Linked DNA regions of Pan troglodytes: region 2 is linked to region 1. The links are chromatin contacts, called in public HiChIP or PLAC-seq maps. All regions are on one chromosome and are shown on one strand. The core of a region is the stretch at or near the end of the contact, and the rest is flanking DNA. Distances in the headings are between cores, read along the strand shown.

Evidence for each region. HiChIP or PLAC-seq counts read pairs in DNA pulled down with a chosen protein or histone mark.
Region 2: a contact with region 1 is called in an H3K4me3 HiChIP or PLAC-seq map of stem cell-derived excitatory neurons, with 4 times the contacts expected there. The contact joins the promoter of UBXN2B here to the promoter of FAM110B in region 1. A contact is called at or near these places in 2 of 7 Hi-C or Micro-C datasets (a lymphoblastoid cell line and stem cell-derived neural progenitor cells) and 1 of 1 datasets of contacts at active chromatin or transcription factors (stem cell-derived excitatory neurons).

What each region holds. Positions count from the first base shown.
Region 1 is chr7:66,622,987-66,625,686 of NHGRI_mPanTro3-v2.0_pri, forward strand. It overlaps FAM110B (family with sequence similarity 110 member B), which reads left to right and starts at 1,384. Exons shown (of 4, transcript XR_010159567.1): 1 at 1,384-1,734.
Region 2 is chr7:67,037,395-67,040,094 of NHGRI_mPanTro3-v2.0_pri, forward strand. It overlaps UBXN2B (UBX domain protein 2B), which reads left to right and starts at 1,356. Exons shown (of 7, transcript XM_009455423.5): 1 at 1,356-1,492. The coding sequence starts at 1,409.

The DNA of each region.
Region 1 (2,700 bases), core at 134-2,633:
GTTTTGTTTTATTCTCCAGTAAGTTGACTCCAGCTGCTGCACGCATATATGATATGGTCCCAGGAGCTGCCCTGTCAGTCAGGGAAAGCACCCTCCTCCTTTGTTCTCAGACGATATTCTAATTGGCTGGCCTGGGTCATATCCCTCACAATGTCAGGAAGCTCTGTGGGCTAGTCACACCCAATGGGAGGGGGAAATTCCTAAAAGGAAGATATTGGGGCAAAGAAGTGGGGAAAAAAAGTATACTTGAGAGGGAGAGAAGTTGGTTCCATTTGCTATGGGAATGATGAAAAATAGTTTATTTCTATTGTTATATGACTTTTGGAGTTAATGGAGACCACAACGTAATCTGTGATCACAAGGAATGTATTAGTATGCCAAAGGAAAGTTCCATTTAAATCCCAGTATCATGTCACTTTCTTAAAATGGTAATCTTTTAAATAGAAAAAAAAATATTATTATAAAGTCTGAGTTTATTTAGTTGGCAACTTCTTAACTATTATGAAACTATAGATTCATTGAATTGAAGCACAATTCAAACATAAACGATCTTTCTGAGAAAATGAGATGAGTGAAATCGTATTGTTAATGTACCAGAGATTAAAAAGAAATCCTTGCTAAATATTTTCTAGAAGAAACAATTATTTTGTGAGTCCATATCCCATTCAAATTCATTTTGATAAAGATGGATTTTATCTTTTAGACTTCCCAATAGCAAAATTAAATTACAATCTGTTTAGTCTTCCTAAAACAAATCCTTTCCTGAAACAACCAAGTTATTAAGCAAATCTAAGCAGAAAGTATTCTCAAATAATATATTAGGCGATTAATAATGATGCACCCCAAAGCATTTCATTTTAAAACATCAGCTGGCCCACATTTCAGAGGTAGTACATCATGCTTGATATTTTTCGTTATTTACTATTTTCTCCAAACATTTTTTTGAAGTCTTAAAAATGCCTTCAGAAATTAAGCTAGGACGCTCCATCTGAGTATATGAAAGTTAGTAAACAGAAAATGTCAAGCACCAAGACGTTTGGATGGCTGGACTACCAGGTGGGGTTATCTCATTCAGGACACAGGCTCTAAGTCTCCAGCGCTGAGCGATCTGCACTGGGATGGCAGTCCGAGATCCAGCGGTATCACCGGGTGGGAGCAGGGTGGGGGTGCTTGCGTGCGGACATAGGTGGGAGTGGGGGATAGGGAGGAAATGGAGGCGCCGACGGAGTGGAATGGGGGGTGGGTCAGGGATGGGGTGGGATGGGCATCAGTAGCGGGGTGGAGATGTTGAGAGAGAGGCAGGGCTTGGAGTGGAGGTGCGAGAAGGGTGGGGACCCGGAAGGTGGGGTGGGGGCGGGATGGAGGCGGGGCGGGGCGCACGAGGGGCGTGTACACTGGCTCAGGGACACGCGCTCTCGGCCACAGCAACTGGCTCCAAGTTCCCTCCCTCGCTCTCCGGCGAAGCCTGCCTGAGCCCTCCCACTCGGTGCAGACCGAACCATCGCGGCCGCCGCCAGCCGGGCCCTCCGCGGCCGCGCGTCCTGGGCCCGTTCCGCCAGCCCCGTCTGCTCTCTACCCGCGGCCCCGCGGCGGCGACCGTGAACACTCGGCGGCCCCTACAGCCCGCTCTCGGCCCTTCGTCCCTCGCGGGCCCCGACTCTCCCTCCTTGCAGTCCCCCGGAGCCTGGCGCCCGGCTCGGGCCGCACCGCCAGGGACTGGGGTGAGCGGCCCAGGTAAGACTGGGCCGTGGGGGCCGGGAGAGAGACTGCTGGGCGGGGGTTGGGATTCGGGTTCAGTGGTCGCGCCGCGCCCCGACTGCGGACAATGCGGGCGCTGCGCGTGGCCAGGCGGCGCGGAGCTAAGCCGGCTCTGCGCCTGCAGCTTCCCCGCCCGGCCCGGGTCTCCGTTGAGCCCGGCCTCACTGGCCCAGGCGGACCCCGTCCGGCTTTCTGGGCCGCCGGGGGAGGCGCAGCGCCGCTGCCTGCCCCGCGCCCCCTCTGCGCTCGGCTTGGCTGCACGTCCCGGGCTCGGCTAGGAGGCTGGGCACGGGGCCGGGGCTGGAGCCGGGGTTGGAGCCAGGGCGGGGGGAAGCTGGCCGCGCTGCGGAGCGGAGGTGGGCTCCGAAAGCGCGCCGCCGGTTGCTGCTGGAGGAGTGGGACTACGAAGGATGGGGACTCCGCTCGGCCACCGCTCCTTGAATGGTCTCTAATCTCGGTGTTAAATACTTTGAGAGTATCAATACCACCTAATCCTTTGCTGAGAATTACTGCTAGAAATGTAGATTCTGAGGTTCCGAAAGTTTGTTTTTGGTTACCCCCTCCAGCTCCTCCCGTGGCCTCAATTGTCTCTATTTTCTTTGAAAGCATACAAATTTGAAATAGAATTAAATTCTCCTTGGCTCACTCGTGCCTCCATCACCCAGCGGAGCTCATAACTTGGCAACAAAGCCCATACAGGCTGTGGGAAGCCGTGATGCCTGCTGCCCAGCCTGGTGCCCTCCTATTGTTTAGAGCTGGAGCTGTACAGTGTAAATGGCAGTGACAGGTCTCCCTTAAGCTGGCTCGTGGGGAAGGAAGGGAGATAACTTTGCAGTGTGCTTAAATTACTCTGGAAAGTGGAAAGAAAACACCTGGTGCTCAGCTTTTTAACCCTTTCAAGTTGTTATTCAGATTTATTGACACACACACACACAGAAAAGT
Region 2 (2,700 bases), core at 106-2,605, 410 kb after region 1:
GTGCACACAGCAGATACCAACGGAGTATTTCCCCTCACATGGCTCACATTTCCTTTGTAACCCTCCCAAGCAAAGCTCTACTGCAAGCTGCATCTTGTCCGTTTACATATCTCTTTTCCCTACTAGACTGAGTTTCATAATGACTGGGACTATTTCTTTTTACCTTTGCATCCCTTGGGCATAAAAGTGCCTAGGAGGCCGGGCGCAGTGGCTCACGCCTATAATCCCAGCACTTTGGGAGGCCGAGGTGGGCAGATCATGAGGTCAGGAGATCAAGACCATCCTGGCCAACATGGTGAAACCCCGTCTTTACTAAAAATACAAAAGTTAGCCGGGCATGGCGGCGCGCACCTGTAGTCCAAGCTACTCGGGAGGCTGAGGCAGGAGAATTGCTTGAACCCGGGAGGTGGAGGCTGCAGTGAGCCGAGATCGCGCCACTGCACTCCAGCTTGGGCGACAGAGCGAGGCTCCGTCTCAAAAAAAAAAAAGTGCCTAGGATAAGAAGACCAGAGTCTAAATCAATTTCAGTTGAATGACAAGGGCTTGATAGTCTCGAGATCTGCTTTTTTTCTGTTTTGAGACGGATCCTCCCTCTGTCGCCAGGCTGGAGTGCAGTGGCGCGATCTCGGCTCCCTGCAACCTCCGACTCCCTGATTCAAGCGATTCTCCTGCGTCAGTCTCCCAAGTAGCTCGGACTACAGGCACGCTCCGCCACGCCCAGCTAATTTTTGTGTGTGTGTATATATATATATATATATATATACATACACATATACATATATATATACACATATACATATATATATATATATTTTTTTTTTTTTAGTAGAGAAGGGGTTTCACCATGTTGGCCAGGATGGTCTCGATCACCTCGTCCGCCTCGGCCTCCCAAAGTGCTGGGACTACAGGCGTGAGCCACAGGCCCGGCAGAGTTCTGCTTTTAGCAAATTATTCCAAGCACTTTTTACGGTGTTTTTCACTCTCAGTGCTAATTCACGCTGTGGTGACGATGTACCATCCAATCCTTGATAGGAAAGATCAGAGAATCTGACCAAGACTAGATGGAGAGGTTGCAATTTTTCATCAGATGAAAAATCCAGAGGATGTTTTCATTGTTGAGCTAAATGAATCTGCAAGTCTATGCTGCCCTCTAGGGCGGCCTACAGTGCCTTTAGGCGAGTAGCAGGGGCAACACAAAACTTAACAGAGGTTTCCCTGCGGAGAAACTCCCTTTAAGAAAAAAGGAGAAACCAAAAAGGTGGGCCAGCACCGGAAACGGGGGCGCGGGTTCGGGTAGCGGGGACGCGCACGCACCTTGCGCGTCTTCGCCCCTCCTGCGGTTGCCAGGCAACCGGCCCCGGAAGTTGCGGCAGGTGCGTCCGCAGCGGGCGCCGCTAGCCAGCGGAAGATGGCGGAGGGCGGAGGCCCTGAGCCCGGCGAGCAGGAGAGGAGGTCTTCCGGGCCGCGGCCTCCGAGCGCGCGGGATTTGCAGGTGAGGCGAGGAGCCGGGGGAGGGAGCGCCGCGGTGGACGCGGGCTGGTGACGGCGCGGCCTGGTGCGAGTTGGAGGCCACCTCTGGCCTCGGCGGAGCCTTTCCCCGACCCCGTCTGGGGATAGAATCCGGCGCCCGGTCTCTCGAGGTCGGGTCTTGACACTGTGGTGGTCGTGAACACAAGTGCCCAAGCCTCCAGCGCTGGTGCTTTGTCTCCCTTCCACCCCACGTACGATGTAAAAATAGCTATTCGTTTAGAATCACATTTTGCGGGGTCAGTTGGTCGGTTCACGGGTTGATGCTTCCTTCTTGAGACTTACTCCAGAAGAAAGGTTACTGTGGCCGCAGGGAAGTAGACAGTCACCTGAACAGTAATGATACGTGATTTGTTCTTTTTTGTCTTGGATGCTATTTCTGACTTGCTTACTTAAATATAAAAATGGTTCCATTTTATCAGGTAGGTTTTTCTTTTAAAGGGGTGAAGGAAAGCGATGCACTCTATGCCCATACAGCCTAGTTGTCTAAGCTGTGGTCTTTAAAACATTGCACTGAAGAAACTGGGAAATAAAACTTCGTAATGTTGTGTAGGACACTAGTATTAGTTAGCTAAATAGTAGCGCACCAAATCCCGTTTTATCAGATACTAACGCCACTTTTCTCATTTTAGGCGTTTTTGTGTCTCATTATAAGATTATTGATAAAAATTTAACAAGTAAATATCAGTAAGGAGATACTAAGGAGAATCTTGGTAGAACAGTTTTACTGTATTACTTTACAACCACACTTCATTCTAATGTGAACAAACCACCATCCATTGTAACATACTGCTGAGCTTTGGGAATGTGGAAATAAGGACATCAAATCCTTAGTCGGTGCTGAACTCTATTGATGGGTAGGTATGTAAGTGTGAAAGACAGTTCTACCTTTTGGAAGCCTACAGATTTCTTCGAAGAAATAGGGTATGAATACTTAGCATAACATTTTAAGATGGAGTATGATTGGGTGCCAAAATAAGCAGTGCATAAAGCGAAGAATTTGGAGGCTGGAGAGATCAGTGTAACATTAGGAGGTGAACTTAATGTAGAATAGTTCCAGCTCCCATAGTTGGTTCAGTAGTAGTAAACAGTATCAAGGGATAGGAAGCTATTGTGTACCTCATCTTTCCTATTATAAACCCACATCACTAAGAGGCGGCATGGAGTTAGTAG